6 separate regions of the Mus musculus genome follow, and all the other regions are linked to region 2. Evidence: chromatin contacts called from public HiCAR-type and promoter capture Hi-C data. All regions are on one chromosome and are shown on one strand. The core of a region is the stretch at or near the end of the contact, and the rest is flanking DNA. Distances in the headings are between cores, read along the strand shown. Region 1 holds the start of Mtif2 (mitochondrial translational initiation factor 2). Region 2 holds the start of Bod1 (biorientation of chromosomes in cell division 1). Region 3 holds the start of Clhc1 (clathrin heavy chain linker domain containing 1). Region 4 holds the start of Cfap36 (cilia and flagella associated protein 36). Region 5 holds the start of Pnpt1 (polyribonucleotide nucleotidyltransferase 1). Region 6 holds the start of Ccdc88a (coiled coil domain containing 88A).

What was found. Promoter capture Hi-C pulls out the DNA fragments that hold promoters and counts their contacts. HiCAR-type assays count read pairs that join an accessible place to other places.
Region 1: a promoter capture Hi-C map of liver shows a contact between it and region 2, with 5 times the contacts expected there. The contact joins the promoter of Mtif2 here to the promoter of Bod1 in region 2. A contact is called at or near these places in 2 of 39 promoter capture datasets (liver and pre-B cells) and 1 of 115 datasets of contacts at active chromatin or transcription factors (large pre-B cells).
Region 3: a contact with region 2 is called in a promoter capture Hi-C map of liver, with 2.8 times the contacts expected there. The contact joins the promoter of Clhc1 here to the promoter of Bod1 in region 2. A contact is called at or near these places in 2 of 39 promoter capture datasets (liver and pre-B cells), 2 of 115 datasets of contacts at active chromatin or transcription factors (differentiating embryonic stem cells and large pre-B cells) and 1 of 9 other capture datasets (adipose tissue).
Region 4: a contact with region 2 is called in a promoter capture Hi-C map of pre-B cells, with 6 times the contacts expected there. The contact joins the promoter of Cfap36 here to the promoter of Bod1 in region 2. A contact is called at or near these places in 3 of 39 promoter capture datasets (frontonasal cranial neural crest, liver and pre-B cells), 1 of 484 Hi-C or Micro-C datasets (pre-B cells) and 1 of 9 other capture datasets (liver).
Region 5: a contact with region 2 is called in a promoter capture Hi-C map of pre-B cells, with 5 times the contacts expected there. The contact joins the promoter of Pnpt1 here to the promoter of Bod1 in region 2. A contact is called at or near these places in 2 of 39 promoter capture datasets (liver and pre-B cells).
Region 6: a HiCAR-type map of astrocytes shows a contact between it and region 2, with 2.6 times the contacts expected there. The contact joins the promoter of Ccdc88a here to the promoter of Bod1 in region 2. A contact is called at or near these places in 1 of 39 promoter capture datasets (pre-B cells) and 1 of 115 datasets of contacts at active chromatin or transcription factors (astrocytes).

Annotation. Positions count from the first base shown.
Region 1 is chr11:29,524,330-29,528,728 of GRCm38.p6, reverse strand. Mtif2 (mitochondrial translational initiation factor 2) reads right to left here and starts at 2,332. Exons shown (of 14, transcript NM_133767.3): 1 at 1,886-2,332.
Region 2 is chr11:31,670,326-31,674,560 of GRCm38.p6, reverse strand. It overlaps Bod1 (biorientation of chromosomes in cell division 1), which reads left to right and starts at 2,699. Exons shown (of 4, transcript NM_001024919.1): 1 at 2,699-3,060. The coding sequence starts at 2,860.
Region 3 is chr11:29,545,786-29,549,896 of GRCm38.p6, reverse strand. It overlaps Clhc1 (clathrin heavy chain linker domain containing 1), which reads right to left and starts at 1,947. Exons shown (of 12, transcript NM_028504.1): 1 at 1,757-1,947. Rps27a (ribosomal protein S27A) reads left to right here and starts at 1,857. Exons shown (of 6, transcript NM_024277.2): 1 at 1,857-2,056; 2 at 2,152-2,216; 3 at 2,637-2,691; 4 at 3,109-3,194; 5 at 3,475-3,606; 6 at 3,868-4,055. The coding sequence starts at 2,169. The coding sequence ends at 4,017.
Region 4 is chr11:29,245,147-29,249,000 of GRCm38.p6, reverse strand. Cfap36 (cilia and flagella associated protein 36) reads left to right here and starts at 1,729. Exons shown (of 10, transcript NM_025740.3): 1 at 1,729-1,986; 2 at 3,851-3,854. The coding sequence starts at 1,872.
Region 5 is chr11:29,128,177-29,132,513 of GRCm38.p6, reverse strand. Pnpt1 (polyribonucleotide nucleotidyltransferase 1) reads right to left here and starts at 1,770. Exons shown (of 28, transcript NM_027869.2): 1 at 1,596-1,770. The coding sequence starts at 1,756.
Region 6 is chr11:29,371,345-29,375,578 of GRCm38.p6, reverse strand. Ccdc88a (coiled coil domain containing 88A) reads right to left here and starts at 1,921. Exons shown (of 31, transcript NM_001363368.1): 1 at 1,169-1,921; 2 at 972-1,072. The coding sequence starts at 1,231.

The sequences.
Region 1 (4,399 bases), core at 1,083-3,582, 2.1 Mb after region 2:
AACAGTAGCAAAATTATACTTATGAAATAGCAACAAAATAACTTTATGGTTAGGCACCATCACAACATAAGGAATTGTATTAGAGGGTCACAGCATTAGCAATAAAGCTAAAGCTTCAATGGGACATGCCAATGCATCCTCCTCACATGTATTTATGGTACTGACAGAGGAATAGGCTCAACAGCTTGCGGTGAGACATGACTTCACTGTGTTGCTACACTGGCCCGGAGCTCATGATGCCTTTGCTTCCACCTCCTAGGTTCTGCCATGAGACCCATGTCACCAGGCCTTCCCAGCAGTGTTTTTGGTTTCTTTCTTTCTTTCTTTCTTTCTTTCTTTCTTTCTTTCAGACAGGGTTTCTCTGTGTAGTTCTATCAGTTCTAGAACCAAGCAGGCCTCAAACTCAGAGATTTGCCTGCTTCTGCCTTCTGAATGCTGGCATTATAAGTGTGCCACTACCACCTAGCTGATTTGTTTTTAAAGGAAATAAACGACAGCCAAGTATGGTATAGGTGACTGTAATCCTACCATCTGGGAAGTGGAGGAATGAAGGTCAGAAGTACAAGGCCAACTTTGGTTACATAGTAAGTTTGGGGCCAACCTAAGCTTCATGGACCTTGTTTCAAAAACAAACAAACAAACAAATAAAAAAATGAAAATACACCACACAGTCTAGGAGAAGGCTCAGCAGGAAAAAGTGTTTTTAAGCTTGACAACCTGGGTTCAATCTCCAGAATCCATGAGAAGATGGAAGGAAAGGTTCAACTCCCCAAAACTGTTCTCAAACCTCTCCCTGTAGCCCATGCCTTGTACATGATTTGCCCATATATACACATAACACACACCATACAGACACAGAAAAAAATACCAATAAAAGGAAAAAAATCTAGAGCTGAAAGTGACACAGTAAAGTAGTAGAGAAAGGACCTGATGCAGTAACAAAAGGCCTTGACTTGACACCTCTTACAGACCAGTCACTCTTGTCCTATGAGTCTCATTTTCCTGAGTTCTGAAAAAAGAAAGAAGTGTTTCTTTGTAGCCTTTCTATAACAAGGTTACAAAGAAAAAAATGAGATGATAAATGTATTGTTTCTCACTGATGACTTACTTTCTCTGAAGATTCACAACATGAATGTTACAAACATTCACAAGCCACCATCTCCCTCATTTATAGATAATTCTGAGGCTTTGTGGGTGTTTAATAGTTAGTATTTTACCTTAAAAGACTCATTCAAGAAGGAAAGGATCAAAAGAAATTCTGACTTCATTCCAAGTAAATGAACTAAGATTTAGAAATTCAAGCCAGGCCTGCTGGCACAGGCAACTCTAGGCAAAGGCTGGAGGATGCCAAGTTCAAAGCCAGTCTTCAGTCTTAGCTACATAGGGAGCTCAAGGCCAGGCTAGGTATATCAGGGAAACCACCTTTCAAAAGAAAATGCAAAAGATAAGAGAAGAAAGAGGAGGAGGAGGAAGGAGATGGAGTGAAGGGGCAGGGAGACAGAGAAGAAAGAGAGAATGCATTGCTTTAATCATGCAAGGGAGTAAAAGGAAGTGCTCAGAAAGCATAGGATTCCTTAAACCTTTTTTTTTTTTTTTTTTTTTTTTTTTAAGACAGGGTCTCACTATGTAGCCTTGGCTGTCCTGGAACTCACTATGTAGACCAAGAGGGACTCGAACTTATAGATCCACCTGCCTCTGCCTCCCAAGCGCTGGGATTAAAGATGTGCACTACTATGCCCATCTTACTTAAATCATTTTTAAATGAGCTGTGAAGCAGATTTGACAAGGGCACAGAACAATGAAACGAGACTCTATGAGACAAACCAACACAGAGATATATAATCGAGAAATCAGACACATCAGAATAATAACCCAAATCTCAAACCTGGGAAGAAATCTTGGTTGTTAAATATCCCAACGCCTCTCACTTTACAGAGGACAGTGGACTCAAGAAGGGGTCATTACTACTTCCATAAGGTTAGCGGCAACCGAGAACTCAGGCTGACAATTCCCATAGCGGAGAGGGCGTGCGAATGCTGCAAAAGCGTAGCTGCATTAACGGAAATGTCTGAATAGACCAGTAAGAGGATTTGGAAAGGAAAAAAAAAATCGTTGTGAAAAATCAAACACCGCCGCTGCCACGCGGGCCTCTGGGGAGCGCACCTGAGCGCTCGTGGACTCCGAAGCCGCGGCAAGTGACACTGGCACTCGCGACCACCCTAGCGCAGAGACCCCACTCACTCAACTCCCAGGCGAGGTCGCCCTCCGGACCCAGGAGAATTGTGGGTCATTCAGTCCGTCCCTTCCGTGAGGTCCCCGTCGTGCTTCCGGTACCGCCGGAAGCAGCTTCCCCATGGAATTCTGGGTTGTCTGTGGCTGGTGGAGGCCGGCTATGGCTGGTCCTGTAACCTGCAGCTTCGGCTGCTGGCCTGCAGTGGGGACCGGGTGCTCTGCAGTTCCCTCCCTTCTCCAGGAAGAACACGTACTTCAAACTTGCGTGTATCTAGCTGGAAGGAAGCGGCGCAAGGTGGCCCTAGAAAGCTCTAACGGGGTGGGCAGGGTAGGTAGTGGAGCTAGGGTTCTCCGGCTGCTGGCCCAGCCCGTTCACAGTGTGAACTTAGAGGTGTGTTGTCAACTCTGTGCCTCGACTTTATCTGTTGTATGGAATCACGGTACGGACTTCATAAGATCGTGGGAAGGTTTCAGTGACTTGTTGAGAGTACGAGTCAAGTAAACGTTTTTCGTTATGATTTTGGTTGTTTTTCTTCACTTTGGAGTTTTTCCGGTCTCCTCTTTGGCCACAGCCATCATCATCTCTTGAGGGTAACTCGTTTACACCTAGCACTACCACAGATTAAGGGAATAGCATAGAAAAGTTTCTTATCCCAAAGCACGCTTTACCATTATCTCTCATTGTCTACCCTAAACTCAGGTCCCTCAGTCCACTCATTTTCTTTAAAAAATTTTTGTCTTTTTTATTTGTATACACACACTGAATTCAGGAACTCAGGCTTGAAATAAGCTCCTTTATTCACGTAGCCATCTCATTACCCTTACCCCTTTCCATCACAAAGATTCAGTCAGTATTAATGACTATAGAGACTCCTGAAAACCTTTTTTATCTGAATCTCCATTAAGCCCACACTTGAAAATGACCCAAGTTCATAAACATGTATTGAAGTTCACTTTCTGTAAGCAGTTCTTTGCTCTCACTTGCTTTGGCAAGCATTGAGAAACCAGCTAAAATAATGTGTGGCCTACTAAAATTTACATCCAACCACCTGTTCATTTGCTTGCACCTGGACATTCCCTTTACCTCTACAACCTCAACCACATGGCCTTTTTTGCAGTTCAAACTCTGTCATCATCATTCCATCCGACCTCCGGCCTGGGTGCATTGTCTTTTCCTCAGACACTTTTTCTGTTAGTTTTCAGCTTCTGCTTCTCAGGCCTCTTTGAAAGTCCTTAACTCGGCTTTAACCCTTTCAACGTCTGTAGCCATTCTGTAGCCTGTAGTGTAGTTCTAATAGAATCACTGTATCTCTGGGCAAACATCAGAAGGAATAGTTGTTTTCTAGAAGTACTTGGACCTTGAAGAAATCATTGTAGAAAACTGTTTGGGTTCAGGAATCGCCACACAAACCATAGGAATAATAAGCAGGAATAGTTTATTGAATGCACATCCTAATACTGGTCAGACCAGAGACAGCTCAGAATTATCTCAACTATGACAATGGATATCCTTTCCTATTAACTTATAAAGGAAAAAAACCACAACGAGTTCATACACAGGTGCAGGAAATGCTGACTACTGGGCAACTCAGACTCAAGATATTTTAGACATAACAGTTCATATTGACCTTTAACCTCATGGATCCTACATGAAATTTTGTGGAATTTCTTAAGATTAATAAACCTCAGAACATAACCTAACAGATGCAGTCAGCATGATCCTGTTCTGAGTCAAATTATTTTTCTATGTCAATAACTGGCAGGCATATTACAGCCTCAATATAAAATAGTTTGTGAGCATGGAACAAAATGACTACAGCTATGCTGGGAGTGGTTGGGGGAAGTCAGACCATAACAAAAACAATGATTGTTTTATCTGTGGAGTTGTTTTTCTGCCTTTGAATGACTTTGGTTACAAGCTAGTCCTGGCAAACCTGGAGCCAATTTATTGGGTACTGGTAACAGTGTATAATAAGGACTACATTTGCAGGAGGGATGATGTTTTCCTTCAGAAAACATATAGATTAGATAAGGGGTGTTAAAACAAAATCCTAATCGTTCACTTTTACCAAATGAAGACTCAGAATCCAGATGCTGGGGTAAAAGCCTATATTAGCTCAGAAAGGCAGAGAAAGAACTCAGAAGGCCTTCTTCCTCAACTGACATC
Region 2 (4,235 bases), core at 1,450-3,949:
CAGGACAGCCAGGGCTACACAGAGAACCCGTCTCGAAAAACCAAAAAGGAAAAAAAAAAAAAAAGAGAGGTATGCATAATTACTAAGCTGGTCAAGTTGTTCATATGGTCTCCTGCAAAGTGGCCATCAAAGTTGTCGGAATGGTGTGGAATCTTGTTCCAAGCGACAAGCTTTCCAGCTGGCTGGTACCAGACTTTAAATACTCCCTCTACTAGCATGAGCTTCTTCAGAGAGAGCCCATTAGATTTACTAGGGACTACTGGCTCAATATTCTGATAGTCAAAAGGGCACAGCTCAAGGCTCTTTAGCATAGCTTCATTCCTGTCAGGATGGTTGCGCTATTCTACAAGTAGGAAAGGGACAGGGACTTTTAGCCAAGTATTGTGCTAAGCACCAAAGTCAAAACAAACAGTTGTGGTTTCTACTTTGAAGATTATACTCTGGGTGTGGTTGGGGGCATCGGGGTGCAGATGGCCAATCAGCCTATAAATTATTCACTTCCAGTTACAACAATTGCTTTAAGAACTTAGCTCAACAATAGACAAAATTAGACCGGGGACCAAAAAAAGATTTTGTGAGGAAAGAATAAGATATGGTGTGCCTAAAATGCAACCTATAAGAAGGGCACCCTGCCTCCAGCCCTCCCTCCAGGAGGGGCCAGGGTTGAACTCTCTAATAGGACTCCCTCAGAGCCAGACATGAGAGGTCAGCATGGGTCAGTAGTAGAAACAGACTTGAGATGTCCCAAAGGGTTGCAAGCTGTCATGACACATTGTGATCAGCTTAACCTTGCGACTGGCTGAGCTGTTGCTAAGAAGTATGAACTGAGAGTGGCTACTTGTTTTGTGCTCTAATTTCAGTTCTCTTGGGTAGCAAATGTTGGGTGAGAGCATCTTGGATCACTGCCTACTGTGCATCTTCCCCGGAGCCAAGGGCACTGTAAATGTTATCCACATCTTTTTCAGTTGTCATGGGTGACGAGGAGGAACCACAGCAGATGTAGTTCTGAGAGCTGGGGAAGTTGATGAGTTGATGATCAGCCAAGAAACAAAGAGGACAGAAGCACCTAAGAAATCAAAACTGTCCAGGCATGGTGGCACACACCTTTTAGCCCAGCACTTGGGAGGCAGAAGCAGGCGGATCTCTGTGAGTTCAAGACCAGCCTAGTCTACAAAGCGAGTTCTAAGACTGCCAGGGTAGTTAAACAGAGAAACCCTGTCTTGAAAAAAAAAATCAAATATGATCTCTCCTATAAAATATATAAAATTTGTGTTTAGAAGAAGAAATTAAGTTTTTTTTTCCTCCCTCACTTTGTAAGACCTGCAAATGTTAGAATCCCGTGGACATTTTTTATTTACACAAAGGAATTTGATGGCCTTTTCTCCTTGGTGCAGTGACCTCTTTCCCCTTCCTCCTCTACTTCTTATGCACAAATTCTTTTCAGATAACTGAGTAAGATTGTTATGTTGGACCCTAGCCAACTGAGAAAAGACAGGATTCACCTTCCTCAGAATAAAAACCAAATGCACTTCCTGTCTAGGTGTGTTCCCTCCCCTGCCCTTTCCTGCCCCAGCAAGCCTCTTGATCAAGTAAAGTTTGCCTCATCCAGACACTTAGCTGAAATGATGGTCTCTCTTAGCAATCCAAACTTTTTTTTCTAATAGGGGCAACAGTGGGGAATTCAGTGCAGACTTGTGGGTGTAAAAGCTAGGGTATTTTACTTGTTGTAAAATGACAGCTAGCTATCAGGACCGTGGATATGTTAGGTTAAACACTGGACCACAGCACCTACTATACTTCATCTAGGTATATATATGACCACGGTAATTATTTCTGTTCTTCTATTTCTGCATCTGCACAAAGAAATAGTAGTGCCAGCTTTCAGGTAGTTGTGAACGTATTTAAAGAGTGCAGCACTATTACATCTAATTCATTCTACTTACTGGATCTACTATTAGTAATGCTGACAATATTTAATGCTAAGGCGAAAATCCACACATGCAAAAAAGACTTAACAGCAGTTTTTATTTTCTTCTTGTTATTTTACGAGTTCGTAAAATGAATCTGCATTGCTATTAATCAGGCAGAAGGGTACAAACTTTTGAACAGAAGTTTGATTAGTAGGCAGGTTAGAGAGCTTGAGAGGGTATAGGCACTTGCCACTGAGCTGGAGGATACGTGTTCGATCCCACCACTTACATCACAGGAGAGACCAGTGTGTCCCAAGTAGTCCTCTGACCTCCACATATGTGCTGTCGCACGCTCCACCGCCCCTCCCTGCCACACAAAAAGTAAAAATTAATTTTGTCAAAACAATAAGATTAACCCATTGTTAACCAAATCTCCCAGATCACATTATTTAAGGGGATCGTGGGAATGGAGCGACTGTCAAAAGCACAGGCTGCCAGGCATAAATACAGAGCTGCTGAATCACAGTCGTTAAAGGATACACTCGTAATCTTTTAATCAGTTCTGCAGGTGACCCGGAGGTCTGATTTGGGAGGGCTGCCGTGACTGGGTAGGTTCTGAGCCTACAATGCCCAAGCTGTCCCGCAAACTAGCGCGAGCGAGCCAACAGCCTGCCGGGAGTTGTAGTTTCTAACGGCCAGACACGGGCTATAAGAACATAGGTGATGGCTCCAGGAAACCAACCGTCCCACAATGCAAAGGCCGTCGGTGACGCCATTAGACGAGCGCCGGCAGCGCGGCGAGCGGGGAGCGCCTTGGTCCCCGCCGCCTCCCACCCTGCCGCCTCCGTCGCCGCCGCCTCCGTGGGCCCCTCCGTGTCTGCGCAGCTCTGCCCGCGGCTCCCGGAGGAGCAGCGGAGCGCGGGGCCCGGCGCGGGCGCGGGGTGCGGCCATGGCGGACGGTGCGGGAGCAGGCGCGGCGGGCCAGGCTTCGGGACCGTCCGGGGGCTCGAGTGGGGCCGGCGGCCCTGTCAATCCCGCTTCGCTGCCTCCGGGAGACCCGCAGCTCATCGCTCTCATAGTGGAGCAGCTCAAGAGCCGTGGGCTGTTTGACAGCTTCCGCCGGGACTGCCTGGCCGACGTGGACACTAAGGTACCTGAGCCTCGGGGGACCAAGGGGGGCGGACCATCCAGTTGCTTTGACGTGCCAGAGCCCGGAGTAAAACAAAAGGCACCTCGAGAGCCTGGCAGGGACGCGCTGCTCGGGGCACTACCGGTATCTTCTGAGTGGTGCACACCCGACACCGGAGCCCTTACCAGCTGTGATTTTTAAATCAATCAATCAATCAATCTATCTATCTATCTATCTATCTATCTATCTATCTATCTATCTATCTATCTATCTATCTATCTATCTATCTATCTATCTATCTATCTATCTATCTATCTATCTATCTATCTATCTATCTATCTATCTATCTATCTTCTGAGTGGTGCACACCCGACACTGGAGCCCTTACCAGCTGTGATTTTTAAATCAATCAATCAATCAATCTATCTATCTATCTATCTATCTATCTATCTATCTATCTATCTATTCATTTATTTATTTATTTATAGTTCTTTCGCTTTTCTGAACTTGAGGATTCTTTAATGGCTGCACACGTATACCCACTCCATACCCAAGAAACTTGTGTTTTACAACCCATGGGAAAGGTAGAGTACTTTAGAAGCTCCACCCGTTCCCTTGTTCACCTGGGAGGTGATTTTTAGCACTGGCTGGATGGGACTGCACGTTAATAGTCCCTTTCCCCAGCTGAATCATTTGCAGACTTGTTTGAGGTCAAATTGGGATAAGCTGTCGAATCAGCACCTTCTTTTTTTCCATTTAACTAATTGAAATGGAGTTAATGGCTATGTTAGATCCAGTGCCAAAGGCCAGTCTACCGTTAAACAAAATGCTAATTCACCTCATTTGGAAACTTTGGAATGTGTGTCACGGGGCAGGTATATAGTAGCCAGAACATTTCCTTTCCCATTACAAAACTTGCTTGCCAAGATTAAGGTGTGGAGCTAGGAGCCTCTTTGCTGACTGAGAGGGCTCCCCAGGGTAGTGGTTGCTCCTCATGCTGTCAGGGCTGTGAGTCACCAAGCAAGCTGGTCTAGTAGGCCTTAGCTGGGGCTCAGCTGTCAGCTACAGGCTGCTGGGGCCTGTCCTACGGCTTTGATGTGCGGTAAGGTCTTCCCTACATAGACATGTCTTAGGCCACAATCTGCACAGGTAGGCCATCCTTCCTGCTTCCATGTTCTCGTAGAGCGACCAGAGCC
Region 3 (4,111 bases), core at 698-3,197, 2.1 Mb after region 2:
TCTTGGCAGCAAGTGCATTAGCTCTTGGAGCCATATCACTGCCCTAAAGTGTTCTCAAATATAAAATCAATTTGTTTTACTCATTAGTTCAATCACTATTGGATGTCTATTTAATATTTTACTGCTAGAGATTCAGCAATAAGTAAAATAAGGTCCTGGCTCCTTGGAGCTTAAAATTTGGTAAGACACAGATGATGTAATTGCAAATAGTCAAAGACAGGGGAAGGGCACAGTCACTGGGGCACACATCGGAGTAGTAGTGGCAGAAACCCAAGTTCCTCCTTTGGTGTCCTATTAATATCCTTTTAGGGGCTTTTATTCTGACAAAGCTATCTTTTTATGTTATGCCCTTGTTCCTACTTGAAGCAACACATTTTATTCTCTGTAGTGTTGGATATCAATTCTAGGGCCTCACACATGCTCAGATAACCTTTAACCCCAAAGTAAAATATTTGAATGATGTGGAATAACACCATCACTTTTTGCTTTTCTGTTTATGTTCACATTCGTGTGGGTACATGTGTGGAGACAGGAGGATCACGTTATATTGAGTGTGTGTGTGGGTCTTCTTAATCAGTCTACCTTTTATTTTTAAATTTTTATTGCACTTCGTTAGTTCGGGGGTAGGGAGCGCTGTGAAAGTCTGAGGGCAACTTGCTAGAGTTGGTTTTCTCCACCAATTGAATCTCAAGGTTGATCAGATCTAGAGCAGATGTAAATTTTCTTTACTGATGGAGCCATCTGGAAGCCCCATCTTATTTTAAGAAATATGTATGTCATGTGTGGGTGTAGGGTCGTCGGCCCCCATCTCTCATTGAACCTGCTGGCCAATGAGGTCCAGGGAGTCTCCTGTCTCTGCTGGCCTACCATGTCACAGACTCCACCAAGCACACCAACCTTTTTAAAAAGTGGGTGCTTGAGTTCCAACCCAGGGTTCTGCATATCGAATATTAGCTACTGTGTCATCTCCTAGCCCTACATTTTTACTTTTCAAAATGTGTAATTTGGAGGCAGCAGAGCTAGTATATTAAAATGAGGAAAGAGCAAACAGAGATTATTAGGGAGTTACGGATCCTCGTTGTAAGAAAACGGAGCACGCCTACGCTTACGGATAGGGTGAAAAGACATTGAGAGGGTGCATTAGAAAGGGCACTGGGTTTGTGAGGTGGAGAAGGGACTGAGAGAAGGCACCAGCTTTTAACAGCTTCAAGTTTCCCCGAGGGCACATGCTCCTATTTTCTCCAGGATGGACACGCTCCACATTTAAACTTATAGTCGAAAACTAAACATTCTGCAGATTTTCTTATCGTATGTTTTTTAAAACGTGAAAAGATGAAAATTCCAATACATTTAACCGTTTCATACTAGGGAGGCGCGTGACGCTCAAAAGCTTCTTCCGATCGGATGAAGGGTAGCGGAAGGGACTACCGGGAGGGGCAGAAACCTGCACTTAGAAAGACTTCGACTATACCTTAGATGTGGCTAGCTCACTACGGTGTGACAGACACCTTCAGCCCCCAAATGCCTTTCTAGCCCTTAAGCCTTCCCTCCGGGGCATTTCCAGAGAGTCCCCACCCACGCGCAAATCATAGTGCCTCATCCCCTGAGTCCTCACCTGACTCTCTCCTAACCCTCACTCCACAGCTTAGACAGTGTAATCAGGTATCCGGGAAGTGTGGAAATGCATCCTGGGACAAGTAGTTCTAACAAGAAGAAAGCAGTGTAAAACTACAATTCCCAGATAGACTTGTTTTACCTCTCTCTTATGTTTCACAAGCCCCCTTTAAAGGAAAGCCTCTCTTAATCGCATCGGCTGTATAAGAAAGCCTTTTGAGGCATTTTTTTTAGTTGAGCACATCATTTCGAGGCCATTCTGAGGTAAACCGAGAAAAGAGCGTAAAGAAACCGAGCGAACGAGCAAATCTGGCACTGCGTTAGACAGCCGCGATTCCGCTGCAGCGCGCAGGCACGTGTGTGGCCGCCTAAGGGGCGGGTCCTTCGGCCAGGAGACCCCGTCGGCCACGCTCGGATCTTCCTTTCCGATCCGCCATCGTGGGTGAGTGTATGCTCTGTGGCCGCGCTCTGGCTAGTGGCGCTACGCGTCGCTCTCACGGGTGTCGTCGGATCTAATCCGTCTCTTTTCGAATGCAGGTGGAGCCGCCGCCACGATGCAGATCTTTGTGAAGACCCTTACGGGGAAAACCATCACGCTCGAGGTACGGGCCACCTTGCCGTTGAGGAAGCCAAGGCCTGACTGAGGCCCTTAGTGTTTGAGGGCGGGTTTCTGAGTTTTGAGTTGTGAAACTTGGCTTTGAGCTGAGATTATGGTGCTTAGCAAAAACAACGTTTGGTTTTCGGTGTGGTACGGTTTAGCCTGCTTTATCCCGAGTGGCGAAATGTAGGGTAGGTGATGGGAGACGCTTTTCTCCGGGCAGACGCGTTCCTGTGCTTCCCCCGCCGTCGCTCGCCCTGGTATGGGGACTAATTTGGATTGTAGCACTCTGGGTAGTTTGCACGCGGTGTCATCTTAATTGATTACCTTTAGCTCACCTCCTCCTTGCTCGTTTTGTATAAAGCTAGCAGTTAATGACTTACTATGTAACCGTATATTAACTACATATATCAAAACTTGGCAGGTTGAACCCTCGGACACTATAGAAAATGTAAAGGCCAAGATCCAGGATAAGGAAGGCAAGTAAAGTTTGTCACTAGAAAAATGACTGGCTTGTGTGACCTAGACACGTTTGTTCTTAAGGTAGAAAACAGATTAATAAATTTAGATGCTTTTGAAAGTAAAATATTCCTGACATTAGTGTCAGGCTATCTGATTAACTGGAAACTCTGCAGGACAAATCTTTTAAAAGTTAATCTAGAACTGTTTACTGAGTCACAAAGACGATAAAATGCTCAGGCTGGGCAATGGCCCAGTCCACACTTTAATCTCAACACTAAGGAGGTAGAGGCAGCCTGGTTACAGAGAAAGTTCCAGGGCTTTTACTCTTGGAAAAAGTTGCATCTAAGTCTGTGACCACTGTTAGCAATCATTTGATTCACAACAATGGGGAATGTACCTTGTTCTATTAAGCCCAGTATTTTTTCCTCTAATAGGAATTCCTCCTGATCAGCAGAGGCTGATCTTTGCTGGTAAGCAGCTGGAAGATGGCCGGACTTTGTCTGACTACAACATTCAAAAGGTTTGTTTGAGGGAAAACATGCAGAAAAAGGGATGATATTGAATCCACTAACACTTGCTGAGCACTGTAGCTGTTCCATGATTTTAAAATATGCGATGGTTGGTTGACCCTTTTTGTAGAGAGCAGTCTCCTGTAGCTCAGGGCCAACTTGAACTGGATTCCTGAGCCTCCTTAAAATTCCTAGTGCTGGAGTGACAGGCCCAACACCACCCAACTTTTTGACAGGCTGGAGTTAGACTTGTTGATGCTACAGTGCTGCTGTTTCATCTTCCACTAACAGGAGTCCACCCTTCATCTGGTGTTGAGACTTCGGGGTGGTGCTAAGAAAAGGAAGAAGAAGTCTTACACCACTCCCAAGAAGAACAAGCATAAGAGGAAGAAGGTTAAGTTGGCTGTGCTGAAATACTATAAGGTAAGTGTGGTGTTAGCAAAACATGGGTTCCACTTGGAATAAGATCTGAGCAACTAACTTTTGGAAGTACTTTTGGAGTTGAAAGTGAACTCCCCTTTGATATTTAAGTGAGTTTATAGAATTGGAAACAGGATTTTTAATTTGGAGAACTGACTTAAACCACTAAAAATTGGTACTGTGAGATCAATAGCTTGAGTCACTTAAATCAGGTTTCAGAATATGTTTTGTGAAATCATCTTACAGTAAATTCTTGTTTTGCAGGTGGATGAAAATGGCAAAATTAGCCGACTTCGTCGAGAGTGTCCTTCTGATGAATGTGGTGCTGGAGTTTTCATGGGAAGCCACTTTGACAGGCATTACTGTGGCAAGTGTTGTCTGACTTACTGCTTCAACAAACCAGAAGACAAGTAGTTGTGTATGCGTTAATAAAAAGAAGGAACTCGTACTTAGTATTGTGCTTTATTGTACATTTAAAGAATGTTTCTTTGGCTGTGTGATGTTGTAT
Region 4 (3,854 bases), core at 480-2,979, 2.4 Mb after region 2:
AGTGTGAGAATTGGTGGAATTTCAAGTCTTGAATATGGGGTGGCTCAGGAATTGGTGGCTCTTTTTTTCACCCCATTTTCCTTTCATCGGGCCCATGGGTTAGGGTGAGAAGTCCTTCCTGGATGTAGCTGGCTTTACCTGAGGCTCCATCTCTGTGGGGCTGTTTGTGTGTGTGTGTGTGTGTGTGTGTGTGTGTGTGTGTGTGTGGTGTGTGTGGTGTGTGTGTGTGTGTGTGTGGGGGGGGCTAGAGAGGAGGTGCTGCCACGGTGGACAGCTTCTGCAGTGGTGCTTCATGAAAGCTGTAGGCTGAGGCATGAAAAGTGTGGCCATTATGAACAGCTCCTGAGGGGCAGCTCCCGATGAGGTGAGAAAAGCAGTGTGCCACTGTGGACCACTCTTACGGCTCTTATGATGGCTGTAGGCTGAGATGTTGTGATACCGCCATTTTGGACAGCTCCTGAGGAGCCATAGGCTGGGCAGCAAGGAGGGGCCTGGAGCCCCTTTGATGACTTTTGTGGCTCAGCAGCTTTTGTGGTCCTCAGAGACTTCAATGATGAGACAGGTGACAAGACAAATCCCCACAGAAATGACCTTTTCGTCCATAAGGAAATTCTTGGACAGAAGACAAGATTAACTAGCTAACATACTAATTGCTGACTTGAGAGCTGGGTCCTCTATCAACAGCTTTAGTATATATTGAAATAGTTCTCAACCTGTGGGCCACGGATCAGAAATCCTGCACACCAGATTTACAACAGTTGTAAAGTTACAATATGGAGTAGCAATGCAATAATTCTATGGTTGGGTGTCACCACAATACGAGAAACTGTATTAAAAGGCTGCAGCATTAGGAAGGTTGAGAACCACTGAAACGTTGAGATCTTCAGGGTCCTCTGCCTCTAATACCCCTTTAGTTCCTCCTGAGCTTTCCATGAACATTTGCTGTATGTAGCTCCTGCCCTCAACCAGACCTGGTACTGTGCTGTCGGCCCAACACACAGTCACCTCTGGTTCTCACTGAGTCCTCCACTTCCACTTTCATGAAACTGAAGTTGTAGAGTCTGCTCCTCCAGCTCCTCACCACTCTCATTATATAGCCTTGGTGGGCCTGGGACTCTCAGGTCTGTCTGCCTGTGGCTATCAGGAGTATTGGGATTAAAGGTGTAGGCCACCACATCTAGTTATAAGATTCTTGGGAGTCCTCTGGCTCTTAAGTAGGAAGAGAGCAACCTTGATACTTTCTAAATACTGTCTATGAAAGCCTAATTAAATGGAGATTAACTGATTTTATACTTGTCCTAATTTTAGTTGTTGTTAACTAAGCTTAGACCCATCCTTAGACAGCAAGCAAACGGCTTGCAGAATCAATCAGTAAACCTCACAGAGCATATTTCTCTCAATTTTGTTTTCAAGGGCCAGGGGGTCTGAAGACCGCTAGGGATGAGGTGGGAGGAGGTCCTCAGGGAAGCCACGCCTTCAGCACGCCATTTTGAGACGGGCCGCGCGCACACGGGAGCGCGAACGCCGTCTCTAAGCGCAGTAGCCAATGCCCGCGCGTCTGCTCTCAGCCTAGCAACTACGGGCCAATGAGTGGAGGGCTATCGTTTGCCCCGTTCTCTTCTAGCCAATAGGAAACGTTCCTAATCCAGCCCCCCCCCTCCAGGAGCTCAGGACTCAGGCCTCACTTCCGGGCTGCTGCGTACGTTGTCATAGCGACCATTTTACGTTAACTGGTTTGTGGTGTCTAACCTGGGGGCCCGGCGATTGCGGGGACCTTGCTGCCCGCATTCTCCGTCGCTTCCTGCGGCCGAAAGGCCAGACAGGGCTGGGGGAATCCGGCCTAGGCGTCCGCGTCGCCGGGTGCGAGCGGGATGGCTGCGGAAGAAGAGGACGAAGTGGAATGGGTGGTGGAGAGCATCGCTGGGTTCCTGCGGGGCCCGGATTGGTCTATCCCCATCTTGGACTTTGTGGAGCAGAAATGCGAAGGTAAGAACCAGACTGTGAACAAGCCAAATATTACTGTCTCTGCCTGCCGGGCCTAGGACAGTTTTGTAGAAGGAATTACGTACATCCCTTCCCGAGTGGCTCGTTTGTTTGCAGACGTGAAATTGCTCACCAAGACTTTTCACCCACTCTGCCCGAGCGCCTGTCCTGAAGACATTAGACTTTAATCCCATGTTCGGCCTGTCACTTCACCCCGTATCTTTCTACCCCGCGCAAGTGGACTGTTTGGGTAACCAGCATCTTCCTCAGTTATTTGGGGAAAACGTCGTTTTTCTTCGAGTTCCTTCTGACCCCTGAGATGTCGCCCTGTGGACTCAGCCTATGAAATGACAAATTCACTCTGGCCATTTTATCTGCAAAGGGGGGCATTCGATTACTCCGGCAGGACCAAAGCAGGCGATGGGGAGGAAGAGCTTTCTAACAAACGAGATATACAAATGTGGCATTCTTTTGAAGGACCAGCATCAGTGCTTTCTGATCGGTTCATATCACGCTCATATCCGAGTTCATAAGACGAATTGGACTCTGTTCATAGAGAAGCAATCACAAACGATGTCCTATCCAACCTTTATCTTGGTTTTTTTTTTTTTTTTTTTTTTGCCTAGGCAATACTTGGAGGGTAGCAATATATATCGTCTGAACTTGTGTCTTAGGTTAGGGGGACAGACTTTTTGTAAAGATCGGTGCAATAGAGCTGGGGTGAGTGAATACTGACTCACAGCTGCAGAGAACACATTTCAGTGAAGGGAATCTTTTATACACTTTTCTAGGATGAGGTGGCCTGCTTGAAAAGTTAATGGGTTCCCAGGCATTTGAAGTATCTGCATACACTCGACAGTGACTGTACTGCAATGCAGCTTGTTTGAGATTCAGCTAACAGAGGGTTCTTATCCTGAATTGTCTTGCAAGACTTCTCTCAAACCCAAAATTCTATGAATCTAGTAAAGAAAGAATGTTGTTTGATCACTGAACCTTTTATTTTATTCTAACTGTTAAAGTTCAAACACGAGTTAAGTGTTTTGGTAGGCAGCTTTTATGAAGGATCAGAAAGCAAAGCAATTGACTTGTGTTCCTGTAGAATTTAGAGTGCTGTTAAAAGGTTGATGAATCATGGGGATAGCCTGGCCTCCTGCAAGAGGGATTATGTCTCCCACTGATTTTCATGTATTTTTGAGACTAAATCCTTAATAGAAATTGTGTGGGGTATGGTATGCCTTCTATCCATCCACAGGTGTCAAGAGTGGCTACATCTCGGTAGTAACAGCTGATTGTGCATTTTTACAGAGAAGCAAAGCTAGGGCTTACAAACACACCACAATGATGTAGTTTTAGAACTGAAAAGAATTAGTATTTGTATTGAATGCATGAGAAGTGTCACAGAGACCAAATGCAATGTAAAAAGAATTGAAGTCAGAACACTTGGAATAACTTTATACCTCACTGATGTGGGGCTGCCAATGTGCTGTTCTCTGCCTCAGAATGCTTAACGATTAGTTTGGACAGCTCTGTGATATTAACCTTTCAGTATTCACTGAGTTATCTTAGAGCAGACACTGGGGATAGATATGCTATCCTTAAAAAGTTTACAGTCTACCATAGAAGGTGCACAAGTAAAGAGTAAAATATAAAGTGTCAAGTGCAGGTACATAAATGTTAAAAATAAAGGCACTGAGAAGATGGCTTAGGGGCAAGAGTGTTGGTAAACTTGATGAGTTGAGTCAACCCACAACCCACATGGTGGAAGGGGAGAGAGAACAGGTGCCTGCAAGGACATTTATAAGATTTCTATATTTGTACTTAATTAAATGATTTGTTCTTTTACACTGTTTTATTATTATAAATCTAGTTTT
Region 5 (4,337 bases), core at 521-3,020, 2.5 Mb after region 2:
CCCTATTAAAATAATTTTAAAATTTCTCTATTACTTTATGGAAAAAAATACAAACTTTTGAATATTGACTACAAAGACTTTCATGTTCTGATATATAACAGTGTTTTGTACGCTAAGTTAAAAATAATAAAGACTATCTTCTGATAAATAACATTTTGAATGCTTAAAAACTTAACAAAGATGTTGAGATGGTCACATACTTCATATAAAAATAAAAACTCAAAATAGACTCATATGTCCATCCATCTTGACCCAGTTCTGACCCTCAATCTTTAGCTGAGCTCTACCCTCTGGCTTGGCCCTATGGGCCTCCAGCTGCTCTCCAAATGGGACTACCAGCTGTAGTCTCTCAGTATGTGTCTTAGCTCTTTGCCTCTAGTCTAATAAGTCTTTCAAATCTTTGAACTATGCAGCATCTTTAATATGCACAGAAATATATAGAAATACACAAATATTATTAGTGTACAAAGTATAATGTGCAATCAGAGAGTTGGTATTAGTTAGCAATTGATGGTGGAATAAAAGCATGTTTGTCAACAACCAGATTATATCAAAGGAAATTTGAACGACCTGACAAATTGCGATATCAGAACTGAAACAGTATGTTATTCAATGAATTCTAATAATGCAGAAAGTCAGAAAGATTTTGGGGGGTAGGGAGTACATGTAATTTTGATTGTTCCAAGAAAGCTATTAAGTTTATGGTGTTTACATGTAATTTTGATTGTTCCAAGAAAGCTATTAAGTTTATGGTGTTTTGTTGTTGTTGTTTACTTTGTCTCATAACAATTTACTTTTCAATATTATATTGTATAAAATACCTCCAAATACATAGTGGACCCATAGCATAGCTAGCCTCTGGGGTTTGGAAGTAGGCATTTGGGAATAAATGGAAGAGTTCTGAAGTTTCTATATGCCAAACCATGTGAGTGAATGCCTACCTAAATACTCTATGAACATAAACAAGAAGATTGATAGAATGAACAAGCAGAACACAGTGATGGGAAGAGTAATCGGATGCCAAGGGAGGACACGGGGCAGCGGCCTGCCACAAAAAGTAGAGCTTTAGGGAAAAGCTTTAAAAAAACCTATTATTTAAAATATCCACATATACACCCCCGCCGTGTGTCTTGTTAACTGAGAAATTTGCCTTTTTGACCTTTTGTTGGATGGTAACTGTACTTTCACTACAGGTTTAACAGGACTATGTGCATCTTATAACTGGCATTCATCTCCGGCTCACACCGGCCATCAGTGGACCTGGGGCACGGAACGATAACGCATTACCTAGGGTTTCCTACTTCAGAGCTCGAGGTCTCGGAAAATAGAGAAAGGATGTCTGGGGCACAGGCAATAGGACTCAGGAAGTTCACCGCAGGGCTAGGAGGAAGATGAAGAGGCAAAAGGCAGCGGCCAGCTTGGGAAAGGGAGACAGACTTTAAATCCGGAAAAAGGAAATCTCGACCTTAGGTTTGGAGTAGAGAACTTAAGAGACTTAGGCTGCTTGATTCCTACCCTGGGGGGGATTTGACTTCTGGGGCTGAATGGACAAGACAGACGCCGCGTGAAAACCGCGAACTCACACCGTTTCTCACCTGTGTCCCAGGTCTACAGTCACCGCTCTGGATCCGGTGCTGCTCCACAACGCTCGCATCTGCAAATAGCTGAGTGCCCGATTCCGCCCGGGCCGGCCGAGGGGGCCGCAGCCCAGCGGTCGGAGGCACGGGCACAAGCAGCACAGCCTGCAGGCCGCCATGACACCCAGAGCGTGGAAGGCCTGGGCAGCGCCTCATTGGCCAGCACTCCTGTGGGCGGAGTCGGACGCAGTTTCGTTTCCGTGGAGCCTGCAAACTGCCGGGAAAGCAATCCTTGCAGGCTTTCTGTAATTGCCAGAGTCAAACCACCAGAATGCGTTTCTTTCAGTCAGCTTTTATTCCCCCACCCTTATCGGTGAAAAATAAGTACTACCTTAAAAAAAATGTATAGATTTAAAGAAAGCCCTTTAATACTTCCCGCGCCGTGTGTGTGTGTGTGTGTGTGTGTGTGTGTGTGTGTGTGTGTGCGCGCGCGCGCTAGTGTTATCACGGTTTGAAAGAAAGTCTTAGAACAATGTGTTTAATAAATGTAACAGTAAATAAATACTGAACAACTCACGATTATTTGGTTCTTACCTAAAGATCTAGGTTTGTGTCTATGGAAGGCCACCTGTAATTCCAACGTTCAGAGGCTGAGAATGAATCCATGAATCATCCTGGCTTGTTAGACTTGCCTGAGGGCTCCAGGTTCAGCAAGGGACCCTACCTCAAAAAATAAGTAGAGCGCTATCAAGCAAGACACCGTACTTTAACCTCTGGCTTCCACACATTCTTAACGTACACACACACACACACACACACACACACATATATATATATATATATATATATATACACACACGCGCACGCGCACACAGGCACACACGCCCAGTCACCTGCACACACTGGTGTATCCACACACATGCAAACTCGCACACACTTAGACACAAACATAACAAAGCAAAGCAAAACAAAACAAAACAAAAAACAAGAAAAAACTTTTTTTTTTGAGAACCCCTTGAATAATTTACCATTCATTCAGTTGTAAGTTTTGGAGAGGTATATTAAAATGGGAAGGAGTCTATGTTTCCTAATGTCACTCTAAAATAATTAGAATAGTAGTAATTTTGAGTCATAAATCAAAAGGAAATAAAAGCATTGATGTTATTCGACGCGTTCTCACGACCGGCCAGGAAGAACACCACAGACCAGAATCTTCTGCGGCAAAGCTTTATTCTTACATCTTCAGGAAAAGAGAGCAAGAAGCAAGAGAGAGAGAAAACGAAAACCCCGTCCCTCTTAAGGAGCATTCTCCTTCGCCTCGGACGTGTCACTCCTTGATTGGCTGCAGCCCATCGGCCGAGTTGACGTCACGGGGAAGGCAGAGCACAAGTAGTCATAAGATACCCTTGGCACATGCGCAGATTATTTGTTTACCACTTAGAACACAGGATGTCAGCGCCATCTTGTAACGGCGAATGTGGGGGCGGCTCCCAACATCTCCCCCTTTTTCTTTTAATAAGAGCAAATAGGCCACCCATATTAATGAGAGTGGAGATAGAGGTCAAATCCCCAGTGTGTAGGTAAAGGAGCCATGTACAGGATTAGCTCTTAGGCTTACAGGCTTTTACCCAGAGCAACCCTGACCTGCTCCCGTGTCGTTTTGCCTGGGGGAAGGGAACTAGGACACTGAACCTTCATGAAAGATGACATGTCTCCCTAGAATAGGCTCATATATGCCGCAGAGCCTTTCCATTGCAGTGCTTAGCCTTGCAACTCTCTCGGGCTGCTGAAGCACACTCACTCTATCCCGTGCAATGAGTCTAGCCTCATGGGATATAAGAGCTGAGTGGCCAGCGACCTATTGCCTAAGCATAGATAACCATATATCAGGGGGAGCTCCATGTTCTAGTCCTGCAAGCGCCTGGGCAATAACCACCTTGTCTCTCCTAGTTTAGGCCTTAAGCTTACAGACCAATCAAAGAAGCAACACTAATCCACAGCAAAGTGTATCTCCAAATAATATTAATCCCACCCATTTTTTAAAGAAAGAAAATGCTGAGGAGATCCAATTGGGTAATCCTTTGGTCAGGGACAGGTCCAAGCGCGTGGAGTTGACCTGAATGATGGCAAGCCTCGAAGGGTCTGTTCAAATTCAGCCATCCAATTCTGTAACATATACTGAAAAAGACTTTTTGACAAATTAGCTGCCCTAGTAAATTTAACATACTGAATGGAAATAACACACAATCCCGGAAACTTTTGTTCACATCCCTGCTGAGTTATTTGTCATAATACATCTAGTTGTATCTGGACAAGATCTATGAGTTGATTAACCAGCATGAGACCTCCCTGTATCTTGACATTAGCTGAGGCCTGTTCATCTATGACTGTAGTCACTGAGGCTGACAAAGTGTTAATGGTGTCAGTCATCTGGACCTGTCCAGACAGAGCCAAGGCTGTCTGAATTAAGGCCAAACCCAGTTCCCAGTTAGTGGTAAAAAAGCAGGAGAATACTTGAGCATTATACATCACCGTCATTGGGAGTGGAAATGTCGACATTATCCCCCAACGCTGCTCTCTCTTTATTATTGACGCCCTGGACATCACCAAGACGAGGGACATTAGTATTTCCTTGGTCAGTCTGGATTTTTCGGGTGAGTCTTTCTGGTATCCAAAATGGGTTGTTTTCATTCTGTGGGAAAACACAGATAGCTCCCCTGGATCTTATCAAGATAGGATCCGGGCCATACCATTTATTAT
Region 6 (4,234 bases), core at 672-3,171, 2.3 Mb after region 2:
ATTAAAAAAAAAAAACGGAATTGATATATGTAAAATTAACAGAATAGTATACAGACTCTAACAAGCATTTATACTGAATTAATTTCTCACATATATAAAAGAAGTATCTTCAAGTCAAAAAGTACAAGATTCTTGTAATGATACTGGACTGAGAAAGAAGTCTAAATCTTCAGCAACTGATAACCACTTTAGTACTCACAATGAATCTGCACTACAATACCGTAACAATAAAATGGAGTCATTTGTATTACTCTGATCTAAGTACTGATATGCTTTCAATATTCAATTTCTAGCTCAAAAACCCCATTCCTACTTAACAGATGCTCAGTATTACAAACAAAAGATTTAACTAATTAACCCAGCTCTCAAGACTTCAGTTATTTATAAACCTCAAAATACCTTTAAACAATTCCTCAAATATTAAACAATTTAATAATTCATCAATAACACAATAAGCCATCTAATCAAACTTGGATATTTAAATTGTTTGCTACAAAGTCTTCCTGACCAATTGTAATGTTAACTGAATTTTTCACTTCTGAAACATATTAGTTCACCACTTTCCATTTTTGAACCACTTATTCTTATACTAAAAAGGTTAATAAATATCTTTCCACATATATAACTTCAGTTAAGTCTTTTCCCTGTGGTAGACAAGATTTCTCTATCTCCGTCATTTTACCAAATGACCAAAGATGACACAATGTAGTTTGAATTTCAGCAGTCAAGACAATAAATGACAAAACAGAATTGGCAAAGTCACGGATAAAGTTTACCAATTTTAACAGGTATAACTATTTGGTTGTGATAAATGGGGCAGGCACATAAGAATACCGCTCCTTCCAAGATCCAATTAAACTACCTGATTTTTTTTTTTCTGGCCAAAGAACCAAATTAAGTCGTGAAATCTAAGTTCAAAGTATGTAATGTTTCAAAGAATATAAGTTACCAAGAAAGAAGAAGACACTTACATTTGGAGCATGACCTGGTTCAAGAATACCCCATCCACTAAAGCCACATACTCATCCAGGTTAGTCCCATTTCCTGCAGCCAGAGGTCCAAACGTTTTAACCTAGAACAGAAGGATTATCACGACGTGAACGCCCACCTCCATCTCTGCAGCCACAAATAACACGGCCAAATATACCATAAAGGACATCTTCCTTACCCAAGTGACCAAGGGGCTGGTCATGAACTGCTCCAGAAGGGGAGTGAAGATTTCGTTCTCCATTTTACAGATTATATATTCAGGAGGGGGCGGGGGGAGGAAGTACCACAAATACGCCCAGGGAATTGGTCAGTAAATGTAGAAGACGGAATCAATGAAAGTTCATTCCGGCAGGAGAGGAAAATCCCATCGAAGAAGGGGAAGAGCTGTCCCTCCTTAGCCCCCCCGGGGAAACGAGCCCGAATCCCGCGCTGAGCCGCAGCCGATGCTGGCAGTCTGCACCCGGTGAGGAGGGGCAGAAAAAAGGCATCTGGAGGAGGAGGACGCGGAGAGCGGCCGGGGCACGAGACAAAAAGCCCGTCAAGGTTGCCCCGCTCCCGGGGGGAGCCGGCCAGCGCAGCGGCCGCCAAGAACTCAAGCCCAACGTGGGGGCCGAGGGGGCCGGGCTGGACCTGGGCGAGCGGTTCTGGGCGTTCCGGCCGCCAGTGGGCACGGGCGCCGAGAGCTGGGAGCGTCTGCCCGCAACCTCACAGCCTCAGGCGCGGCTCGCCCCTCTCCAGGCGCTCAGCATCCCTCCGCGGCCTCGCGCTCGCTTCAGCGCCCTGGCCTTGGCCGGGGTCCGGAGCACCGAGGCGTGTCCCTGACCGTCCGGCTGCAGGAGCCCCGCCAGCCTCCGTGTGCCTCAGCGACGCCCGGACGCTCCGCTGCCGCGCTCCAGCCTCCTCCGCCGCCCTCTGGAGGAGCTAGGGTAACGGCCTCGGAACCGCAGTGCCGCAGCACACCCGCCGCCGGCCTGGCGGGCGAGCGCGCCACTCCCTCCGCGCCAGTATCCTTCCGCCGACTCCCCGCCCTCCCGCGCCTCTACCTCTGGATTGTGGGAGAAGAAAACCGCTGCAAGAGCGCGCTCCCGCGTGAGCGCGCCCCCGGCCGGCCCGCCGCCGCCCAGATTCTGGCGGAGCGTGGACGCGCGGACGATGCAGCTGCGGCGGGGGCCCGCGTCGAGTCCGCGCCCCGGACGGATGCCAGGGTGTAGGGGGCGAGACTGAGGAACCGGGCAAGACTGAGGAACCGGGTCTGTCTGCTTGCTCGCTCATGTCTAATTATGGTTTCTTTCCTCCTGGAGCGCCTTCTTTCATGTGTGAAGGAAAAGGAACGAAACCCATCTTTTTTTTAAACACGAGGGGTGCAGACATCCTCTTTCGGACACTTTGATTTGCTCTGTTAAACATGCTTTCTCGCCCCCTAAAAGGCCTAGGAAAGCTGCAGCAAGAAGCAAAAGCACATCTTGGGGGGATGGAGGTTGTTTTTGTTTTCCCGTCTTTTCATATATATATGAAATATTTATAGATATAATATATATTTATATAATTTATATATTATATATATATGAAATATTTATAAGAGTCGAGAATAACCAAAGCTGCCTTTCAACATGGGATTTCCTGACTGGAGTTTCCATGATGCAGGCATTATTTTTTGACTTCTTGGTCACTGGGAAAAAAAATCCAAATTGAGAGCCACAAGAGAAAATATTTAGAAATCATCCAAGTTGTGTGACAAACATTTGTTAAAAATCATTTATCTTATGTACTAGAGGGCCCATCAAAATATGACAGTTCCACAGCAAATTAAATGTTATTCTTCCTCATACCCATAGCATGTCCAGGATAAGATGGAATAGAAAACATCTTTTTCCAAACACAATATGGTATTGTGATATTACAATGCATTTTATGTTTGCACAGTGCTTACAAGTACCTATCCTCTTTGACTACTCATATGTTTAATGATATCTATTTTTGTATGTTTTATTTTTCATTGATTGTATGAATTTTTGCCTTGGATGTATGTTTCTTCCCCACTTATGTGCCTGGTTCCTGTGGAGGTCAGAAGAGGGCACTAGGTTCCCTGGAACAGAGGTTAGAGGCAGCCATGAGCCACTGGATGCCAGGAATCAAACCCTGGTCCTCTGCACCAGCAACCAGAGCTCATAACCACTGAGTCATCTCTCCATCTCTCATAATTTAAGGTAACAGTAAACATGTTTTATCATATACTAAATTAAACACCACAATTTCTTCAGGATTTCTTTTGTTTGTTTGTTTGTCTGTTTGCTTGTTTTCAAGACAAGGTTTCTCTGTGTAGCTGTCCTGGAACTTACTTGTAGACCAGGCTGGCCTCGAACTCAGAAATCTGCCTGCCTCTTCCTCTGCCTTCCAAGTGCTGGGATTTAAGATGTGCACCACCACGCCCAGCAAAAGTTTGTTTGCGTCCAACGTGGGGCACGAACCTTCAGGATTTCTGATAGCAAGACTCACTAGCTGTGTGAACCTAGACACATTACTGAGCCCCTCTCTTCCCATGTAAAGCAAGAAAAAACAATAAAGACCCATGAGATGGCAGTTCATTGCAAATGATCTGCTACTGCAAGCAGTAGCATTGTGGTCATTATTCCCCGGAATTCTAATCTTTATAAACAACTTGGAACACTACAGCCTCTACTTGAGTTCAGTTGCAGGAGAAAAAAAAAATGCCTTGCTTCTGGAGTATCTGCAAACGAAAGGCCTTCTAAAATCATCATACTTCGGATTATACTGAATCCATGTAGTACAGAGCATAGCCTCGAATTTTCCTGGCCTATGCAGAAATCCTGAGTCATCCTGGTTATAAACAGTCTTTTTCTTTTGCTCTTGCTGACTCTTCCTTAATCACAGTTCTTTGATTAGCAAGTGGGGTATAGAGGGAGAGGTGACGCCCATATGAAAGCATGGCTTTTAGGAGCTCCAATACCTGACATTTTTCCTTTTCTTTGTAATCTCTCAGAAATCTGACAACATGAAAGTACCCATAACTATGTTAAGGTTGTTGTAAGACAAATGGATTTATTTCCCTTAAAAGTGAAAACCCATAAAGAACTAATACCAAGCACATCAGGCAAAAGACATTCTGGACAGTGTTGACTGAAGGGTTAATACAGGAACATTACATTAACTTATCATTATTTATCCAGTTTACGTTTAGTACTCAAACCATCCCTCACAGAAAACTGGATTCCCCTCTGGAACC